2 separate regions of the Danio rerio genome follow, and region 1 is linked to region 2. The links are chromatin contacts, called in public Hi-C maps. All regions are on one chromosome and are shown on one strand. The core of a region is the stretch at or near the end of the contact, and the rest is flanking DNA. Distances in the headings are between cores, read along the strand shown. Region 1 holds the start of sytl5 (synaptotagmin-like 5). Region 2 holds the start of tfg (trafficking from ER to golgi regulator).

Region 1 (6,876 bases), core at 1,091-3,590, 250 kb after region 2:
ATACCGCTAAAATGTTCTGTTATATTGTTTCATAAGATAGATTTAAGGTTTTTTTATGTGTTGTAAAGAAATCTGTGTTTTTGAATTTAATGAAAAGAGCAAAAGTCAATGATTTATTCAAATTATTTAGCCTGACATGTTTACTGCTCAAAAATATTTAAAATGTTTCTTGAAATAAAATATATTGTGTTCAATGGGTTTTTTTTTTATTTCTTTTGTTTTACCTAAACATTTTAAAAGAACTTATTTTAAAGCAGTATACCGTCAAGCTGTGTTATTTTATTCAAGGTTATCCTTGTACCATCAGAAACTTATACCAATCCATGGCTTGTTCCTTCAGAGATAAGAGAAATAATTAAAGCTCGAGTCTTTGTGTATTCGTCCACTCACATAAGTGCGAACAGAATTTGTGTATCACACATTTAGGTTCAGTTTGTAACACTTTAGTAGGACGTCTGTCCTGGTGCCGTCATTGCATTAGCAAAGTTAGCTGTGTAGACATTAAAAGGGTGGGTAAACTAAATTAGAAAGTTAGCCAAATACCTTACAGGTAGGAACATACTAAATAGGCACTAGGCTATGACATTGAGGTAAAGTTGGTTTTACATTCGCACATTTGTTCAGTGACAACTTGTGGCATGCTCCCTATATTGTTTGCCATTGTACTTTGAATATTTGGTCTGAAGTGAAGTTTATTTCAAGAACTAATTTCGAGAGGATCACGTGCTTATGTTTGCTTGTGGGAGGTCCCGCATTATCCAATTTATGATTCACCAGTCAGACGATTCCAAAGCCACTATAAATACCCTAAGTTCCATATCACAGCTATCTAGTTTTGAAGAATCCCCCCTTTCCACCCCTACTCCTCCTTTCTTAGATTGGTGACACGGTCGTCCAGTGGTTAGCACGGTTGGCTCACAGCAAGAACGTCACTGGTTCTAGTTCTTAACAAGCTAGCGAACATTTATGTGCGGAGTTTACACATTTTCCCCATGCTCACATGGGTTTCCCCTGGGTTCCCCGCTTTCCTCCTACCATTCAAAAACATGCAACTGAAGTTAACTGACTAATCCAAATCGGCACCATAGACATGCTCCTAGTAATTAGTTATCTCTTAGAGCAATCACTAATTGTTCATTAGCTATACAGCGAGGAGTTCTCTAGATCTACCTGAGCTCAAACTCCCCTCTCACCTTGCAAACAGGAAGGAGCCCCAGGCTCGAGGATCTAATGAGCTCAGGGCTGGCTCCCGGGACAGCACGCCAAACAAACTCTATAATCAATCATCAGCTAAGTGTGATCTCTTGAAACTACATGCAAGTATGTATGACTTCAAAACAGCATTACTGTAGCACTACTTTTCACTGTGAACAATGCTGTACTTTGATAGTCATTGGCTGCTTATATGATTTCACTATTTAGAATTTGCCAATAATACTTTTCTAAAATTATAAGGGGAAAGTCTGAATGTGTGAATATAAAACCAATTTAACCTTAATGGCTTTGTCACCATTTCAGCTCTAGGACTGATTTCTGCTTATTATCAAACTGAAGCAAAGCACTGGCATGTGCTTAAACCTGTGTAATCATGTAGAAGAGGATCATACAGATCACCTCACACACACTCACTCTGCAAAGATAGATTATACTGAATTATATAATACAAGAATATTAACATTAGAATACTGTATCTGCTTGTCAACAGAACCACACTGAAAGACATTCTGTCCCCAACACAAGCCATCCACACAAAAACTGACTTTCTAAAATAAACCTAATTAATATTCACTGGAGTAAAAAGTGGGACATCCAGTTTCATGTAATATGTACAATAAACACCACGGGCTACATCATGATGACACTTTTAAACTTTCATTTTAAGAAACGACTAAAACGTCAAAACGACTTCATGCTACCTCAATACAAACCCTCTACTGCATTGCACCTGTTCAAACACCTGGTGAGACGACATAAAATGTCTTGCCACAAAACAGCGGGAAAACAGGCTTGCTTGTTAGTGAAATATATCCTTTGATACTGACTTTGCTGAGGTTTAAGCTGTTTGAGGATGAGGTATAAAAAAGATAAAGACTGTTAAACATCAGTCAGAATGGGAACACTTAAGTTACAGCGTCCTCCTCACCGTTAAAGCCGCGTTTTTTTCCCTCAGACCGCATCTAAGAAGCACGCCAGTGCATGAACTGTCCTACCTGCAGTGCAGCGGTCGCTCGTGAAAATCCTGTGAACTGCAGTGCTGTTACACGGTCAAGAACCGGTGGTTAGTAGCGCTGACTGACTGTATCCATCACCGCAGCCCGAGCTCTGAGCGAGAGGCAAACCCGAAACCCCCCACGCACCCGCCGCTGGAGATGTTCATGGCGGAGGCGGAGTTTGCGCTCCCACGGATTCCCCGTGACCGTGTACACATACACAGACACACACACGAGCAGCATCATAGGAGTGCCATATTGCCTCTCAAACGCGGTGACTAGACAGGGAATATCCTCAGCATACTGTCAGCAGATGTTGAGTCACATAGTTAGACATTCGGTTTGGGGGTACATTAAAAAAGAATATGTATTCCTAATGTTCATTATAATGTTTTGTTTCTTGATATTAATGTTGTTTATTCTTAATGTATACTGTACTTTGTTGTTAGTTCAGCTATTTTTTTCAGTCACCCCACTGAAACGTCATAACTTTCAAAATAGTCATGAAATAACTATTGATTAATGATTAATTAAAGCTTCTTAAAGCTCTAGAGTTAGTGATTTATCCTTATTTAGCTTATAAACTAAATCAAAAAATGTATTATCTTACAGTTGGTACAAAGCTGCCATCTGCTGGGTTGTTTGTGAAATTCATTCATTTTCTTTTCAGCTTAGTCTCTTTATTAATCAGGGGTCACCACAGCGGAATGAACCGCCAACTTATCCAGCATGTTTTACACAGCGGATGCCCGTCCAGCTGCAACCCATCACTAAGAAACACCCATACACACTCATTTACACACTCATACATAACAAATAATTTAGCCTACCTAATTAAACTATAGCACTTGTCATTAGACCTGTGGGGAAAACCCACGCGAACACAGGGAGAACATGCAAACTCCACACAGAAACGCCAACTGATCCAGCCAAGGCTCGAATCTTGCTGTACCTTGCCCTCGCCGCCCATTGTTTCATGAAATTTACTAAGAAAAAGATCACTTTATTAAAATATTTGTTTTTTTTCTGAAACCATGGTATTTGGTGATTTTTACAATGCACCTTTACAGTACTTTGAGGGTAAAAAAATATGTAGAGGCAAAACAAAATGAAGATATTTTTACTTATTTTTACAAACCCATTTAACATAAAACCTGTGCATGTGCACAGTTATCAAGATTCGAAGTGGATCAAAACCTTTCATCAAAATGATCCTAAAACTATTGAACAACACCCATTCTTGCCTTAGGACAGCTTTGAAAAACTGTTTTGATCCACTTCTAATGTTGACTACAGTAAATATACACTGCTTCCAACAAATTAACAACAGGTTATTGCCAAAATACACAGATTAAGGCCACACAAACAAATAATATTTACAGATTTACAAATAAAAATGTGCAGAAAATTCAAAAATAACAAGATTACTATGCAAGTCGTGTTTTGACACTTGACAATGTTTATACGCGTCTTAATGATAGAGAAGATAATTGTGTAGCATATGTGGTAAGCAAAGGGTCTTGGTTTTGTTGAGTCCTTTTTGTCCCAGTGAGCGTCGAATGCACCATCTGCATAGCTGAGACAGAGAGCAGGTACCTGCAAAAAATAAAAAATGTATAAGATCTGTATCACAGTATACAAATGTACTGTTTATATCCTGTGTGTTTTTCTTTACCTGCTGTCTGCAAGAGGTGTTTGATGCTCTGATCTGAGGTCAGATCCAGAGGTGTCTTCCCCTCAGAGTTTCTAGATGTACGATCAGCCCCGTGTTCTAATAGTAGCTCCGCCTCTTTTGCTCCACCTACTCTGCATGCAGCATGTAAAGGTGTGTCAAGGCCACGCCCACATTGTACATCAGCACCTGTAGAGAATTAAATGAGCATGAGTCGCGTTGTTATTGGTAAAATAACAAACAACCATTGCATATGTGAGTAATGTTTTATAATTTAACTTCAAATTTAAAGTAAGTAACGTACTTGAAATATAATTTACTGATCACAAGACTAAAATCATTTATGTACATACACATTCACTGTACACATATTTTGTGTAGGTTTCTTAGTTCTGTTAAAAGTTCTCATAAGATCTCATCTCGTAAATTCATGAAATGTTTTTGTCGACCCCAACAAGTAACTAATAAAACTGACATAAAATTGGCTAAAAATTTACATACATAAAATTGCATTTTTGTTATTTTATATACATATTACAAACAAACTCACATGAAAAGAGAAAGAAAAATGTAAAAAGTTAAAAAACTAATGTCAAAGTTAAATTAATTTACATTTTTTAATTTTTAAAGATGAACAATATATATATATATATATATATATATATATATATATATACACACACATTATTCTAACGAAACAACAAAATTACAGAAACAAACTAAATGTGCTAAAAACAAATGCTAATTTCAAAATAAATCTATAACAACATAAATGACACAAAAATATGACTAAAACAATAGAAAAAGTGAAAAATAAAGCTGAAATAAATATTTGTAGTAATAAACAATTGAACAACACCAGAGCCATTAAAGAGGCTAGAAGATAAAGTATTTTGATAATTAAACTTAATGAAAATGACTAAAAATGACTTAGAAACATTGTAATTAAAACTTTAAATGAGCTTAAAATAAAACTCATTCATTCATTAATTTTCTTGTCGGCTTAGTCCCTTTATTAATCTGGGGTTGCCACAGCGGAATGAACCGCCAACTTATTCAGCACGTTTTTAAGCAGCGGATTCCTTTCCAGCCGCAACCCATCTCAGGGAAACTAAAAATAACACTAAAATTCAAAATATTAATAATATTTATATAGATTTAAAAATATTAATATTTAAACATTTTATACAGTATATAAATTAAAAAAAATTGCTAAGTTAAGTCTTTAAATGTTACTTTAAGCTGTATAGAAGTGTCTTGAAAAATATCTAGTCAAATATTATTTACTGTCATCATGGCAAAGATAAAAGAAATCAGTTATTAGAGATGAGTTATTAAAAAATATTATGTTTTGAATTGTGTTGAAAAAATCTTCTCTCCGCTAAACAGAATTTGGGGAAAAATTGAACAGGGGGCTAATAATTCTGACTTCAACTGTATATGTCTTGCAAAAACAAACACATAGAAAATTATTTTAGGTAACTAAAATAAGGCTGAATAAATTCGAAAATATGTATAACCATATTTCTAATTATTTTGATATAATGGAATGATTTTAAAGTTTCCTTAAGTGAACACTTGCTATTAAATGTATAAAGTTGCACCAAAAAAATGGTTATCTAGATAACATTTTATCACCGTTCACTAATACAGCTGAAGTCAGAAGTATTAGCCCCCCTGAATTATTAGACTGCTTGTTTATTTTTTCCCCAATTTCGGTTTAACGGAGAGAAGATTTTATTCAACACATTTCTAAACATAATAATTTTAATAACTCATTACTAATAACTGATTTATTATATCTTTGATATGATGACAGTAAATAATATTTTACTAGATATTTTTTAAGACACTTCCTTACAGCTTAAAGTGACATTTAAAAGGGTAATTAGACATGGGTAATTAGACAAATTATTGTATAACGATGGTTGGTTCTGTAGATTATCGAGAAAAAAATTAGCTTAAAGGGGCTAATCATTTTGTCCTTAAAATTGTGTTAAAAAATTAAAAACTGCTTTTACTCTAGCCGAAATAAAACAAATAAGACTTTTTTCAGAGGAAAAAATATTATCAGACGTACAGTAGAAATTTCCTTGCTCTGTTATACATCATTTGGGAAATATCAAAAAAAGAAGAAAAAAATTTCAAGGGGGCTAATAATTATGACTTCAACTGTATAACGAATGCAATAAGAAAATCTGAGAAAGAAAACCTTTTGTTCTTGTAACTCATTAAGTCATGAAGGGTAATGTTTGTGATTCTGACCTAAGATCAGCAGGGTCAGTACACAGTCTGTGCTCTTGACTTCACATGCACAGTACAGCGCTGTTCCAACACTGGGCAGCTCCATGTCCACGTTCACACCATGAGACAACAGCAGTTCAACACAGGCCGTGTGACCTAAAACATAGACAGGAGATAATATGGTTAATCAGTGGAGCTAAAACATGACTTTTTGATTCAATTCTTGAGACATTTTCAGATATTGAAGCATTTCGCTCTTTATCGGATGTTTTTTGGTCTAATAATGTAAAAAATACATGTTTTGCGTGTCACACTTTTAAAATATGCAATGTAATTGAAATCTGCAAACATACATTGATAAAGGCTGTTTTCAATTTCTTTTCCTGCACTGGAAATCCACATGCATATTCACTTCAGCAGAACTTTCATAAACCAGGCAGTTTTTTCATATCTATACTCTGAAGGCTTTTACAGAGGAAAAATTTTCACACATAATTTTCCAAATAATACACAACATACTTCTCTACAAAGAAAAATCCTTGCTGTTGCCAGCATATTCTGAATAATGGAATGATAAAAAGAGATCCAAAAAGGTCCATTTGTGAAACAAGAAATTTGACTCTGATTTTATCCAACTCTCAGATTTTGCAATTCCCACACACACCTCTCTTTGCAGCTTCATGCAGAGGTGAGCAGAGCAGGTGAGCTGGATGGTGGGCGGAGCTGTGTGTCAAAATGAGGCTGACAAGG
Region 2 (6,375 bases), core at 1,709-4,208:
TTCCCTATTTTTTTTTTTTTTTTTGAGCAGTGTAAATACAATTACAATCATTTTCAAATGGTCACTCATTTTCTCAATAGCTGTAGTATCAATATCCAGTCTTTATCTTTCTGACTAATAAGACAAAGATAAATCATTAAGGTAATTATTTTTTTCATATTCACACTTTCACTCACTTTTGAACAGTGACAACTTGCGACACAGTCCTTATATTTACCACTTTACTTTGAATATTTGCATGTAAAGTACGACTTCAAACAACCTTAGCACTATTGAACTGACTCTGAACATGTTGCTCTTTGATAGCCATTGGCTGCTAATATGATTTCCCAATTTAGATTTTGCAAAGATTACTTTTCTGAAATTATAATATTAGGAAAAAAGTCCAAATGTGCAAAAATAAAATCAACTTTACATCAATTGTTAAATCTATCTATTTTTCTGCATATACTTGCATGGTGTTCCAGTCATCTGGATATTGGCAATGGCATCTCGTGCAGGGCCAAGAGCTGCAGGGACTGATGGCGGTGATTTCAAACACAGAGAGAAAGTGGCTTCTCATTATCAAATGAGGTAACTATATCATCAAACTATCCCTGCAATCTAACATGACCAATAACATTACCAATCTATCATCATCACCAATCCTGTCTTTCAGTGCTTCATCAAAATCTGAGATAAAGAAGCTCACCGTAGTGCATTTCCTCATATGGATACTGGTGGCAGCTCAAGTGGCTGTTAGTCACCTCAATTTGGTGTCTCATGACCTGGTGGCCATGCCCTATCAGTGGGAGTATCCATATCTTCTGAGTCTCGTGCCCTCGTTTATTGGAGCGCTGGCCATGCCGAAAAACAACATCAGCTACCTGGTGATCTCCATGATAAGTGCTGGATTGTTCTCTGTGGCACCCTTGATTTTTGGTGCGATGGAAATGTTTCCTCTGGCCCAGCAGCTGTACCGACATGGAAAAGCCTACAGGTTTATCTTCGGCTTCTCGGCTGTTTCTGTGATGTATCTACTCATGGTGATTGCAATTCAAGTGCATGCATGGCAGATCTACTACAGCAAGAAGCTTCTAGATGCCTGGTTCAACTCAACACTAGAGAAGAAGAAGAAATAAAAACATTTCTGAAATCATTCACCGCTATTTATGTCTCAGTTGCTACTGTATAATGCATGGAGTCATTTATAATGTTTTATAATAAAAAGCTGATCAGTTACATCTGAAATTTTCTTCTAAAAATAGACTTTCTCCAAGAAATCCTTGTGTAGGTTCAGTCATTTCATTTCTTGTCATTGCATTGTAAGTGAAATAACTGAACATACTGTACACACAGAATCTTGAGAAAATGTTGAATTTTAGGATAAGATGTAAGATGACACTTAGAGATTTTTGCATATACTCTTCATATATAACTGTAAGCCAGTTCATTTGATGTATTTTACATGTATTGTCGTATATTTCGTATATATGTTCACTTTGCAATATAAATGTTTTAAGATTTAATTTAAAACAAAACATTTTGTTACATTGCAAGTTGTTACCTCCGATTCAGAAGGTTTGCAGTCTACAGTGTGTTTATACAGAGCCATACAATTCATATGTTACACTTTATAAATAATAATAAAAAAATACTTTAGATATTTAATTGCAGTGAATTCATTCATTTTCTTTTTAGCTTAGTCCCTTTTTTCATCAGGGGTCGCCACAGCGGAATCAACCACCAACTTATCTAGCATATGTTTTATGTTTTCATCTCCCAGCAACAACCCATCACTGGGAAGCACAGTGTAGTTAATATTAAGTATTTCATTTAATTTCTTGATGTTTCTAATTTAACAGAGTGTCAGGCTTCTCTGTGTAGTTTTAGCGCTCATTATCTGCAGAAATGTATTTTTCCTTTATTATTATCATAGTAAACAGCTTGAATGTGATTCTTTTTTTGAATGCAGGTTCAACATCCAGAGGAAAGAGTTTTGAAAATTTCACTGGTTTCATGTTTTTTTTTTTTTTTTTTTAACTTGTTTAAAATGTCTAGTGGAAAAGCGGTTGGCAGTCATTATAAAGATCAAGGAAAACAGGCCTGATATTAAAGTTTTTACTTGTCCAAATATAATTTGTAATGCAAACTGAACTGATAATTTTACAAAGCCTAATATATTATTATTAACTGAATAAGAGCCTATTATTTTGGCATACTGGGAGTGAAATAGCCATAGTCAAATGTACTACATTCACAACAATTAATTATGTGGCTTTATAAGACAGATTCAAACTGGGGCCTGGGTCTATTCAGGGCACGGCAAAATATTCATTCATTCATTATTTTCTTTTTGGCTTAGTCCCTTTATTAATCTGGGGTCACCACAGCAGAATGAACCACCAACTTATCCAGCACTTGTTTTACACAGCAGATGCCCTTCCAGCCGCAACCCCTCTCTGGGAAACATCCATATACTCATTCACACTCATACACTACGGACAATTTAGCCTACCTAGAGAACTCCACACAGAAACTCCAACTGGACCAGCCGAGGCTTGAGCCAGCGACCTTCTTGCTGTGAGGCGACAGCAATAATACAATTTAAGTTATATACACACACACACACACACACACAATTTATATATTTAAATTTATTAAAAAACACATATAAAATAATAATAATTTAAAATAATAATTTACTTAGAAAGATGTTCAAATAAAAATAGTATTCTGATGATAAGAAAATAATTATTAGAATGTAATATGCAAGTATGGGCCTGATAAGATTCTGTTGGTATCATAACCTTAGATAAAAATATCTTAATTAAAAAAAAATAATCTTTTATATACCATAGGAAAAGTATAACAAAGAAGTTATAAAAATTCAGTAGTAAAATAAAATCCATTCAGGATACAGACCACCTTATCGGTAGTAATTAAATTTACAAAACAAGTGAGCAGTGTCTGGATAGCGCGCATGCGCGTTTGTGGTTTTGCCACGTACAGGTCGCTGTGAGGCGTTTCCGATCAGTCAGTCAGGCATCGTTCAGCTGAAGTCCAGGACACACAGGCTACTGCTGGGATTGACACGTCCAAAACACCAGGTACAGGCGCAGGCTTTTCGTATAAACATTTACATATTCTTATACAACAACTTTAGAGGTTTTTTGGGCACCTCTGGAAATGAACCCTTAGTATTTAGCCGGTTGTCAAGCAAACTAGCATTAGCTTAGCTTAGCCTGTGTGAAACTAGGGCAAGCTAAAAACAAGAAAGACGTTTTGTTCAGCGTTTTAAACCACAGTATGGCGTAGTTAAATAGTCGTACTCAAACCACGGAAATAGTAGCTGTTACAATATATTGAGATTTATTTTTTCTTTTGACGCCGGGAGAATTGTTACCCTCAGACCTTTATTTGGCAGGAAGTTGCTGCATCATCAGGTGAATGAGGCCTGATGGGATGTTTTAAATGGATCACGCTTTGGCAAGACTTTTAAACGTCACCCAGCTGCGATGATGGAAAATGGCCCGATGTGGGAAATTATCAACAAAAAAAAACCAACAAAAAAACTCATGCTTTAATAACCTGATTGAAATTACTAAAATGGCTAAAGTGACGCTGTTATTTTCATCTGTGTCTGCCCTGTTTAACGTGTCCACCCATGAGAAACTCCCCATATCCATGACAAAATCGTACAAAATGTTATAACAGCTAATGCCACATCTTTAAGACATGTAATCCTGAATAAATCAGCCTTTGAACAGTTTGCCAAGCAGCCAGTTGTATGGCATTTTTCCTAATCCAGCAGGCAGAATGAGTTTCAGTCAGTAGTTATCACTGAATACCATGTGAGTTAAATACAGGTCTGTCCACATGCTGCTGTGAACATTGCTAGTTTGAATAAATCAGAGAGTAAGATCAAAGTAAGAAAGTCGAGACTGTCCTGATAAGATTGCTTCAGTTGATCAAATCATTTAAAATGAAATCTAAAACCTGAAATGTTTTACCGTTTTTTTCTTAGGCCAAAGTCTGTGTTAGGAAAGATTCATGGTCCTCAACATGTGCCAAATCATCTTCTATCTCGTGACCCTTAGACTTTTAGGAAGTTGTAGTATGTCCCAGTAAACTAATATATCTGTACAGTAGCACTTGTTCAGATAAAACCTAATATTTGAGTCATATGGCTGTGGGTTTTGGAGTACGACAATGTTTTTATATACATAACAAAAGCTTGAGAGTCGGTGGTGAGTGCAGACACTCATTGGGTTACGGCTCTCGGATTTTATGGTGAACTGTTGTGTTGCGAGTGGAAATGTGTGGTTCTGTTAGAGGAACATAATGAGTGTGTTGTCGGTTTTATGAGTTTGTGCATGAAGACCTTTAATTCAGTGCTGCAGCTCTGATGGTGTGTTTGGTCTCAGCTTGGTGATGTACTATCAGATGACGTCTGATGTGCATGTGATGCATTATATATTGATAAATGACCTCTTTTTTTTAATAAACTGGATAATTGTACGAGTGATAGTATATGACCTGGCATAAAATTTTTTAGATCTTTCTCACAAGCACTGTGCGATGTCTGACAGACCGCACTAATGTCTTTCTTTTATTTTTCATTCTATTAAAACCTGTTTTAATGCATTTTAATCTGTTTTATTTGTTTTAAATCATTTTTATTTTTTGTTTTTATTTTCTTATACTTGTCTCTCTTATTCCTGTTTATGTATAGTACTTTGAATTACCATTGTGTATGAAATGGGCTATACAAATAAATTGCCTTGCCTTACTCTGGTACAGCCTTGTCAATAGAGTAAGCAAATAGTAAACCATTTTTGTTGTTGTTTGTGTATCATTTTGAGCCATATTTAAGTGTTTTGTTGAGTTAAATTTAAGCAGTTTAGTATGCAGTAGTGTATGTCTCATTTGCTACTGTATTGCTTTGGATAAACCATACTGTTTTAACAAGAATAGCATATTTGACAACATATTACTATAATTTGTTCGATCAAATCTGATGGCAACCTTGTCAAATAGTGGCTTAACATTTTAAAACCTTTATTTTTTGCATCTCTAATATTTTTTTTTACTAATAGATTAAGGTTTTTGTTTAATTTCACAAATTTTCTTTCTCATTTATTATTGTATTCAATTAAATTATATTAAATACTGTGCTTTTTAGCTATCAGAACCGAATTGATGAATCACGCATATTTTTCCCCTATGTAGTATTTACAGTACAGTTTTATTTTCAGCAGTATGAATGGACAGCTGGACCTGAGTGGGAAGCTGATCATCAAAGCTCAGCTGGGTGATGATATTCGCCGTATTCCTATCCACAATGAAGACATCACCTACGACGAGCTCCTGCTGATGATGCAGAGAGTTTTTCGTGGCCAGTTACAGAGCAGCGATGAAGTCACCATCAAATACAAGGACGAAGGTCAGATTTAGGCTTCAGAAAGTTACAACTTAACTTTTTTAGTAATTTCACACTATTCAAATAGTTACTCGGTTTTTTTAATAGCAATGAAGCAAAAAACATATAGGAGCTATACACATATCGAAATCCCTCAGTAGTATCACTGTCTAGATGTCCACCTGCAAATAACGATTTCATTCTCTGCTACCTTTTTCATCATTCATCTTTGTCTTTTTTTCTTCCAGATGACGACCTTATCACCATCTTTGACAGTTCTGATTTGTCTTTTGCGATCCAGTGCAGTAGAATATTGAAGCTCACTCTTTTTGGTAAGAAACCAGCAATGCTTGGGGATTTTTGCATATCTTAATATATTGGATTATATAAAAACGTTTGCAGTAATACACTTACAGTGGAATATATGGGCATATGATGGAATTGCATACCAGCCGTGTTTTGAACATAAAAAAAATAAATGTGGTTGTTTTCATTAGGTATTGCCTTGAAACAGCATGTGAAGAATGTGATGTAACTGTTTACACATACAGAATACAAGCAAAAACACACCAAGGGTGCACATCCAGTAGACAAAAAGCTAAAAGAAATCAAAATAGGTACACCACAGCTCCAAAAATAGCGAAATATTTATAATTTTCTCACAACAGGTAACATTGTGACACTCTTTATAATATATACAGAATTCAAACACCCAGTTGTTTCACATAACCAGAAGTTAATTGGGGTAAAATGTAATTCCAACATAAAAAAACAATCTAGAAAAGCTTTACAGGTCATCATTGTTTTTGTGCTTTTTAATCTTAAATGTGTCGCTTGTATTTTTTTGTTTAACCTTTCTATGAAGTCTTTGATTGTAGCTTTATTTATTATTGTAAATGTGTTATTTATTTCTACAATCTAAGGCTTATTTTCTGTTGTAAATGACAACAGGCCACTGATACAGGCTCAACAAC

The links. A called contact is a pair of places that touch in the nucleus more often than the background predicts.
Region 1: a Hi-C map of an unstated tissue shows a contact between it and region 2, with 2.5 times the contacts expected there. The contact joins the promoter of sytl5 here to the promoter of tfg in region 2. A contact is called at or near these places in 2 of 18 Hi-C or Micro-C datasets (caudal fin and an unstated tissue).

Annotation. Positions count from the first base shown.
Region 1 is chr9:32,036,361-32,043,236 of GRCz12tu, forward strand. sytl5 (synaptotagmin-like 5) reads right to left here and starts at 2,341. Exons shown (of 17, transcript XM_681527.10): 1 at 2,211-2,341. It overlaps asb11 (ankyrin repeat and SOCS box containing 11), which reads right to left. Exons shown (of 7, transcript NM_214792.2): 4 at 6,791-6,876; 5 at 6,148-6,282; 6 at 3,886-4,071; 7 at 3,193-3,806. The coding sequence ends at 3,682.
Region 2 is chr9:31,783,938-31,790,312 of GRCz12tu, forward strand. It overlaps tfg (trafficking from ER to golgi regulator), which reads left to right and starts at 2,959. Exons shown (of 8, transcript NM_200015.2): 1 at 2,959-3,089; 2 at 5,238-5,425; 3 at 5,650-5,733. The coding sequence starts at 5,242. It overlaps jagn1a (jagunal homolog 1a), which reads left to right. Exons shown (of 3, transcript NM_001005774.2): 2 at 468-573; 3 at 659-1,641. The coding sequence starts at 485. The coding sequence ends at 1,121.